2 separate regions of the Ovis aries genome follow, and region 1 is linked to region 2. The links are chromatin contacts, called in public Hi-C maps. All regions are on one chromosome and are shown on one strand. The core of a region is the stretch at or near the end of the contact, and the rest is flanking DNA. Distances in the headings are between cores, read along the strand shown.

The links. Hi-C and Micro-C count contacts between places; a contact is called where the count stands out from the background.
Region 1: a contact with region 2 is called in a Hi-C map of hypothalamus, with 8 times the contacts expected there. The contact joins the enhancer-like site here to the promoter of CHD9 in region 2. A contact is called at or near these places in 11 of 16 Hi-C or Micro-C datasets (blood, hypothalamus, liver and 5 more).

The regions. Positions count from the first base shown.
Region 1 is chr14:21,239,734-21,244,488 of ARS-UI_Ramb_v3.0, reverse strand. CHD9 (chromodomain helicase DNA binding protein 9) reads right to left here. Exons shown (of 39, transcript XM_060398335.1): 25 at 176-279. Among named protein-coding and RNA genes, the nearest start is that of RBL2, 51 kb to the left of the region's middle. Within about 2 kb of position 2,933, at least 10 of the 54 cell types and tissues checked have an H3K27ac peak or open chromatin away from gene starts, as enhancers often do. A contact at or near this core is called in hypothalamus, where this site is marked.
Region 2 is chr14:21,048,618-21,053,348 of ARS-UI_Ramb_v3.0, reverse strand. CHD9 (chromodomain helicase DNA binding protein 9) reads right to left here and starts at 2,331. Exons shown (of 39, transcript XM_060398335.1): 1 at 2,262-2,331.

The sequences.
Region 1 (4,755 bases), core at 1,684-4,183, 190 kb before region 2:
CCACCCACTCATAACAAAATGTAGTGACAGATGCACAGTTTGAGAGTGCATGTTTTATATAGTGTGTTCAATGGGTATTACTGAAATAAAGCTGTAAGTGGAAATCAATAAATTAAGACATAGCTGACTTAACAGTACACAGAGATGAAGACTACCTATCTTACTTCTCACTTACCATGTTTAAAAACTCCAATAAGGAGTGACTTATCAGCATCAAAATCCCACCACTCAGCTGGAACTTCTGAGTGGTCTGGTTCTGGGACCCAAACATCAATGTCACTTAAAAAAAAGCATGATATGACTTTATGAGTTACTATAAACAAGTCTAAAAGGAGGCAAAATTTTATACAGCTTCTAAAAAGCATTGTGGTTTTTAACAAAAAGAGAATATAACTTTATTATTTCCCACAATTATCACCAATTAAAATTATATATATAATTTATAATTAAAATTATAAAACTGCACAACAACTACAAAGATATCATAAAATGAATTAATACTCTTAAGCACAACTGAAGAAGTAAGTTTCAAAAGGTTTACTTTATCCTTAAGGAATAATATTCTTTCCACTGATTTCCTTCAGATACAGACAAAAGGTTCTATCTGATTATGTCAGCAAACAATGTGGCCAAAATCATCTGGTTCAAATATTTTATTTTGTATATGAGGAGACTGAGCCCCTAAAAAAGCAAATCTAATTGCTCTACACTGTAAAACAAGTTATGTCTTTCTTAGACTGCTATTGCTAGGAATAGGAAATCAATCCTGAATATTCACTGGAAGGACTGATGCTGAAGCTGAAGCTCCAATATTTTGGCCCCCTGATGCGAAGAGCCCACTCATGAGAAAAGATCCTGACGTCAGGAAAGATTGAAGGCAGGAGGAGAAGGGGACGACAGAGGACGAGATGGTTGGATGGCATCACTGACTCAATGGACATGAGTTTGAGCAAGCTCTGGGAGATGGAAGGACAGGGAAGGACAGGGAAGCCTGGCGTGCTGCAGTCCATGGGGTCGCAAAGAGCTGGACACAGCTGAGTGACTGAACGGCAACAGCAACAATTGCTAGGAAGTCACACTGAAAAATGAAGCACTGCTTATAACTAGAGAAAAATGCAAGTTTTTGATTAATAATTTGATGAAACCACTCAAAGTGCTATTTTTATGCTATTTATAATACCATGCCACAAAATGATAGTATGATAAGTTAATAAGAACACAATGATAAAGCCATGATGCTCTGGTAATTTGGTGGTTTTCATTAATGTAAAGCAACTACAGCACTTATAATTTTATAAATATAACTTTCTTTTCTTTCATCACTTGAAATTATCATTTTCCCAGAAACATTCTGTGAGTAACACACCTCTAAAGTAATATATACCTCTAAAAAGGGAAAGATGCCATGCATAAAACGACTGAAATGTTCACTTCTTTACCACAGAGATTCAAGCCACTGTCTCCTTCAGCCTAGCATAGAGTTAATAATGTTTGATAAGGATTAGCAAATATAATTAATTTTTATATAAATATATGTCATTCTTATATTGCATTCAACAGCCAAAGGGGCAGAGATTGAATAGGGCTTGCCTAGTAGCTCAGCTGGCAAGAATCTTCTTGCAATGCAGGAGACCCCAGTTTGATTCCCCGGTTGGGAAGGTCTCCTGGAGAAGGGATAGGCTACCCACTCCAGTATTCTTGGGCTTCCCTAGTGGCTCAAAGGGTGAAGAATCCACCTGCAATACAGGAGACCTGAGTTCAATCCATGGGCCAGGAAGATTCCCTGGAGGAGGGCATGGCAACCCACTCCAGTATTTTTGCCTGGAGAATCCCCATGAACAGAAGAGCCTAGTAGGCTATACTCCAGTGGGTTGCAAAGAGTCGGACACGACTGAGTGATTAAGCACAGCATAATACCCCAGGGAATCAAAATTCTACTTGAGAATTTCTCTATGAAATTAATGAATTATCAGTTTTCAAAGAATCACAGATATGATTTAAAGATACAACACATAAAAAACACAAATTTAGTTGCATTTCATCTCTTCATCTTAGCATCATAAATTTTATAAATTAACAAAGGACTAGGGATGTAAGATATGAAGAGTTTCCTAAGTTGTGTGACAAAAGTTCATCTATAAGTTGGTTATCTTTGGGAACTCAAAATAAACTTTCATACAGATATAAAATAAGTAATCAGTGTTTCTGGTCTGGTTCACAAGAACCTAATACTTAAGCACTAATATAGTTGAAATAAAAGACACTGACAATGAAAAAGAAAGAGTTATAAATTCAATAAGTAAATAAAACATAAGGAAATCACTTTTTATTTTTCATGTTTTGCCAGGAGACTGAAAGACATTTTTCAGCATTCTAAAATGCACATCTCATTATATCTTATTTTGCTTAAAAACAGAAGTGTCACAATCACAGTATTTTTTAGTTTAGTGCAGAAAAAGGAAGAGAGGTTTTCCTATGATATGGCAAAAGCTGAAAAACAGATGAGAAAAAATACAGTTAAAGAAGAGATTTAGTTTTTATTTCACTCCTGGTCAGGATTAATCAAAGCAGAAGCACAGAATGATAAAGGAAAAAGAGGAAAGAACACTGGAGACAGGATACCCAAAGAGGAATTATCAAGTGGGTCAGATACTGTATTTCCCTATACAAACCAGCAGGTGGCACTCTAAGCTCAAAACACTGTGACATCTGAGGTGGAAGGTTTTTTCCTTGTTTTAAAGAGTAAAGGAGGCTTCCCTGATAGCTCAGTTGGTAAAGAATCTGCCTGCAATGCAGGAGACTCCAGTTCAATTCCTGGGTTAGGAAGATCTGCTGGAGAAGGGAAAAACCTACCCACTCCAGTTTTCTGGCCTGGAGAACTCCATGGACTGTACAGTCCATGCAGTTCTGAAGAGTCGGACAGGACTGAGTTACTTTCACTTTACAGACTTCCCTGAAGCTCAAACGGTAAAGAATCTGCCTGCGATACAGGAGACCAGGGTTCTAGGGTGGGAAGTTCCTCTGGAGAAGGGAATGGTAATCCACTCCAGTATTCTCGCCTGGAGAATTCCATGGGCAGAGAAGCCTGGTGGGCTACAGTCCGTGGGGTCACAGAGTCAGACACGACGGAGCGACTAGTAAAGGGCACTCAGTAATATACCTCATGGTTTAAATGTACCATGTGCATGTTAAGTGTTATTAACTGCTGGGGAAAAGAATACAATAAGGTGCATATACTCCTGTTGTTAATGTCTGCAATCTCTTGCATAAAGCCTCTGACTTCCCCTGGCCAGATCATCCATTCAAAATAGATTTAAACAGTATTCACTAGGTGCTAACAATGGCAATAATAAGATAGACAGATTCCTGCCCTTTTGAAGAAGTATCTGCAAAACCTCTTCAATACCTGTGATGAGTGCTGTGACAAGGCACCCAGTTGAGAAAACAGGGAGGCTGATTTGATGTTGCCTGAGGAGTAAGAGAGGAAGAAGGGAGGAAAATGGGAAAGAGAATGTTTCCCCAAGAATGCAAAGGCCTGGAAGGAATGAGGTAGTATGTTGACAGAGATAAGAATACGTTAAAATCCAAATAAAACCCAAAATGAGAAACCAGTGAAGGAGAGAATGATGAAAGAGATTAATTCAAAGATCACAGTTCCTAGGAAATCACAAGGGGGTTGAATTCAATCAGATCAAAGAAAAAGAGGAGCCAATCAACCAATAACAAATTATATTCACTGATTGTTACTATTTCCCAGGTTCTTGGGGCTAGGAATATGATCACCAATAAGACAGATAGCAGATGTCACCTTCAGTCAGCTTAAACTGTACTGACAGGAGAAATACGATTTAAAAATAAATACAATTTTTAATACTAGTAGGCATCATGAATGAGACAAAATAAGGTTAAGTTAGAGCGGGCAGGGAAGGCCCATCTGCAGAGGTGAAACCTACACTGAGACCTGCATGATGGGAGCAGGCACTTCTGTGGAAAATGAGGGGAAAGAGTATTGTACTGGGAAACAGCACAGAATGAGCCTAACATGCTGGAGGAACATTATGGATGAAGGACAGAGTGGAGGTAGAAGGCCCAGGCTTATGTAGGTCACTAAAGGATAGGTCTTTATTCTAAGAGAAATGAAAAGGTTCTAAGAAGAGGAGTACCTTGGCCTGATTTTTGCTTTACAAAGATCACTCTGGTTTCTGTATCAAGGTACAACTGTAGAGAGGCAAAAGATGCAAAAATGGGAATTCCCTGGCAGTCCAGTAGTGGTTAGAACTCTGTGCTTCCACTGCAGGGGGCCTGGGTTCAATCCCTGGTTGGGGAACTAAGATCCTGCAAATCGTGGGGCTGTGCCAAAACAACAACAAAATCCAACTACTCTGGTGGTGCAGAGGTTAAAGCGTCTGCCTGCAATGTGGGAGACCTGGGTTCGATCCCTGGGTCGGGAAGATCCCCTGGAGAAGGAAATGGCAACCCACTCCAGTATTCTTGGCTGGAGAATCCCTTGGACGGAGGAGCTTGGTGGGCTACAGTCCACGGGTCGCAAAGAGTCGAACACGACTGAGCGACTTCACTTTCACTTGAAAAAGAAGAAGCAAAGAGACTCAATAAGGAGGCCATTGCAAAAGTCTAAACATGAGATAATGGTGGCTTGGACTAGGGAGTCAGCAGAGCAAAGAGAGAAAAAGTGCTCAGACTTCACATATACTTTGTCAAGCTAACAAGTCTTCCTGTAGGGTTTGAGGAGAAGAG
Region 2 (4,731 bases), core at 1,082-3,581:
TAAGGCACAACATAGCCTTCCTGAGCTTGGGAACACTAGATAGCAGCAATTCAGCAGTATGTTTGGGGGCTGATTTTTTTTTTCCAAACTTATTTTTAATTGAAGGAAAACTGCTTCACAATATTGTGTTAAAAAGAAAGTTAAGTCACTCATTTGTGTCCAACTCTTTGCAACCCTATGCACTGTGGCCTGCCAGGGTCCTCTGTCCGTGGGATTCTCCAGCAAGAGGATTGGAGTAGGTTGCCATTTCCTTGGCCTCTGCCATACATCAACATGAGTCGGCCAGAGGTATACATGTGTCCCCTCCCTCTTTAACCTCCTTCCCCTCCCACCCCATCCTATCCCTCTCGGTTGTCACAGAACCCCGGTTTGAGTTCCCTGAGTCATGCGGCAAATTGGTCTTGGGGGTGATTTTTAAACAGCAAAATCACCAACAAAACACACACAAAAATGCAAAAACAACAAAAAACAACCCATGGCACTAAACAGACCATAAAAAGGATGCTTGCTCACAGTTCTGAGAGTCGGAACAAGAAGGCAGTGTCATCTCGTTTCGACCTCGGGTGGGAACAAGTGTGTTGAGCGACTCGAATTTTCTGCCATCCTGTTCACGTCCATGAATGACCATGAGAAGTGCTGCAGATACTGATTTGGGGGTTACAAATCAATTTTAGCGAGTGGGAGAATTCACAAATACAGAGTCTGCCAACAAGGAGGATCCACTGTACTTCCTTCTCATTTCTCTCATTCACTAGAGTGTGAGTTCACTGAGGACTGGTTTGTCTCTTACCCACTGTTGGATCTGTAGCACCTGGATTACAACCTGGCACACAGTATGCTTTCCACAAGAAATCCAGTTTAAATGAACCCAGGAGGCAGTTCTGTGAAAGTGCTCCACTGGAAGCAATGACAGCTAGTGTTTGCGGAGGAGGCACCATGAGCTGCCCTGTGTAATGTGCTTTTTCTATGTTCCCTCCATCAAAAAGGGAAACAGCAACACATTGTACTTTTGCCATGGGCTCTAGAATCATACTGCCTGGGTTCAAACACAGGATCTGCTTCTAATTAATTATTTAACTCTGAGCACGTTCCTTGGCCTCTCAGAGCCCCAGCTTCCTTGGCTATCAAACGGGGTAGTTAGTATAGTTAATGCCTTGTAGGTCACGGTGAGGAGTAGCTGTGGCCCACATACAGGAAGTATTTAGCATCATGCCAGGCACAGATGAGCACTTAGGAAACATTACCTCCTGTGGTCAATAGATTCCATGGCAAATCTAAGAGTTTTATACAATCATACCCATTTTGCAGACGAAGAAACTGAGGCTAAGGGTGATTCTATGAGTTTTTGAGGGCCACACAGCCCAGGGAGGGCTGGCTCTGGGAACTCTAAGCCTAGGCTCACTGTAAACATAGCATTTACTAAAATGATGAGGGCTGCTCCAGGAGGCCCCTTGAACTTCTATGGGATCAGGGTAAGGACAAGCTCCGTTTTCCCCAAGAGTCTTCCCTCATATTCTACATCTGTATCTTTCTGTTCCCTGCCCACTTTCGAGTTCAACCCTTTCAGTACCAGCCCTGTTGGGAGGGAGGATGTTGGTTTGTTATCTTGGCTTTGACAGCTCAAAGGCAGAGATATTTCCTGCTTAAAAGACTCCCTGAAGAAGGAGGAGGAGGAGAATCAGCATTGTGGGCTGCAACAACCGTCTTCCTTTTCCTCCAACCCTTTGGGTCAAGGGTCCTCACCCTTGGCTGCTAGTTGGAATCGCCTGGGAAGCTCTGAAATATCCAGAGGTCCAGGCCCCAACGCAGACTACTTCCATCTGAGCCTCAGAGCGGGGTTGGGTGGAGGGCTACGGGGCATCGGCAGTTTTTTCATGCTCCCCCAAGCGATTCCAGCGTGCAGGCAAGTTGGAGAAATGGTGCTTTTGGATCAGCCTTCGGCTGCAACGGTGAAGTCGATTTGGGGAGCAGTAACTCTTTTCTCAGCCTAGGACTGGCTGCTGGGGGATTCGGGCAGGCTCGGCTCTCCAGAGGAACCAGCCAGTGAAGGATGTTTGCGTGCGAGCGATCTGGCGTCCAGCTGTGCCCCGAGGCCCAGCTTGGAGACGGCGGGTCTCCGGGTCCCCGCAGGCAACGACACGTGCGGCCGCTCCGACCTGTCTGGTTATCTACCGAGACCGCCAGCCGACCTCGGCGGCCGCCGCGGGCCCACCCCGACCACAGAGGTTCGCAGGAAACGCCCGGGGCTCGGGAATTCCTACCTTGGCTGCCGGCGCTGTCCTCCGGTCCCCGGAATCCTGCGACTCCGGTTCGATCTGTCGCCGGGGCTCCGCCGTCGCTTTCGTCTGCGCCCGAGAGGCGCCCACTAGAGCGCAGGCGCCACCTAGTGGGCGCGGGGCGGAGGCGCGGGGACCGGGCGGGGAGGTGGGAGAGCGGTTGGTCCCGGGCGGAAATGCTGCCCCGGCTGCCCACGTGGGCGGTTTCCCAGCACGCTGCGCACCCTGGGCGCAAATCCCGGCTGGGTGGGATCACCTTCACTCCCTAGAGGGCACTGGAACCTGAACTTGCTGAACTTTCTCTTGGGGGCACGGAGGGGCAGCCAGGCCCTGGCTGCTGGCCTGAGATCCATTCTGGGATTTTCCTGGCCGGACTCAGGGATCTTGCCTTTCATCCAGAAGCTTTCAGTACACCCCGATTTGGCAGAGCCGACTCTTTTAAATATATTGCGAGCATCAGAAGATGCAGGGGACTGGGCCTCTCTCAAACCCAGGGAGGCCTTTGCCCTACAAGCGATTCGTTCTTTTAGCCCCGCCTCCAACCCCCACCCCACCGCACGCCACCCCCCATTTCCTATCCTCCCACCCCCTAGCAGTTACCTTTCTTTCCCTGTTCCCTCCAGTCTCTTTCGCTGTTATTAAACATCCAGTCTGTATCACACCCTGTGTATAGAGTCCAGAGACACAGGCTCCTAAGAAGTTGGCCATGCAGGTTCTATTTCTGACCCGGGCGCCTTTGACATTGACATTCCTTTGGTTGGAGCCATCCTGGCACTGCGGGACATTTACATCTCTGATTCTTTGGCGCTAAATGCCAGTAGCCACCCTGAAGTCATTGTGACAACCAAAACCACCCCTTCATATTTCCAATTGTCTCCTGGGTTGGGGGAGCACAGCCCTAGGCTGAGACCCTGTTAGCTCCTTATTAAAATCAGGAAAATGGTGAATTATTGAAAGTGTTTACATTTCATTTATTTTTTTCCCTCCAACCCATGTTAACTGAGCACTTACTATGCGCCATAGAAGATACTAGGAAGGACAAAACACCTTGAAATCTCTGCCCTTATTGAATTCACCTTTATGTAACAAATTAACTTTCAGCACACACGCAGATGCAATACCATGCAACTAAGCTCTTGGCCGGATAAGTACAGGGTTTATTTATTTTTTAATGTAGCAATTGGTAGGACACCAAAGGTGGAGAATGCCCTGGTGATGGAGGCAAGTTTGGCAAGTCTTCTTTTAAGGCAGTTTATCTCTGGGGTGATAGTTGGAGGGAAGTTGACCAAAGTGGAAATATTAGAGACAGTTAGTGACAGTGAGACCTGGGTCATTCCCCCACCCCCACCTGCCTCTGCCTTTGGTCTCTCTGTCCTGGTGTCATCTGGTCAAAGTGGCCATCCAGGACAGGAGGGGGAGGGGGTATTGTCTGTGGGCAGCACCTGGAGTGACGAGGGTGTGTGTGTGTGTCTGTCGTAGGGGCCACCCCAGCCTACCCCGGGCCAGTTCGTGCCCTGGTCAAGGTGAATCTGTCAGAGAAGTGCTGACAGGCACCTTCCTATTCTGTCACTTTAAAGTGTCTCTGAGTCACTGTCATGCCTTGCAGGAGCTCCCTTCTCCGCCCCACACACCACCCTCCTGGGCCCCAAAGCTTGCCCAGGCAAGGACCTAGCTTTAGAGCATAACCTCTGCGATTCTGATGCCAGGCATCACCTGATGAGGTTAAAGGTTTCCTAAAGAATGTCTCCTCTGGGTTCTTCTAGTATTCTGTTCATTCCACTAATTACAGAGTTTTGGGGACTGTGGTTGTCAACTGGTCTGTTTTTATCCACAGGTTCTCCATAAATGATCTCCTTGAGGGCCTGAGCCATGTTTGATAGGTAGAAGTAGTGTCAATAATAATAAAAATAATTTGTAACATATTAAAGTGAAGTCACTCAATCATGTCCGACTCTTTCCGACCCCATGGACTGTTGGTTATCAGTCTCCTTCGTCCACGGGATTTTCCAGGTAAGAGTACTGGAATAGGTTGCCATTTCCTTCTTCAGGGGATCTTCCTGACCCAGGGATCGAAGCCAGGTCTCCTGCACTGTAGGCAGATGCTTTACTGTCTGAGTCACCTGGGAAGTGTTGTAACATATTAGGCACTAAGAATTTTATTTGGCTGTGCAGCTTGTGGGATTGTAGTTCCCCAACCAGGGACTGAACCCAGGCCCTTCGTGGTGAAAGCATGGAGTCCTAACCAGTGGACCACCAAGGAATTCCCAGCACTAAGAATTTTTAAAAATTATTTTTAAACATTTATTTTGGCTGCGTTGGTCTTAGTTGCAGCATACGGGATCTTCGTCGCATCATGCGGGATCTTTCCTCTCTAGCTGTGCTGATTGGGCTCCAGGGCCTGCGGGCTCCGTAGTTCTGGTGTTCGAGTTTAGTTGCTCAGTGGTTGCAGCACACA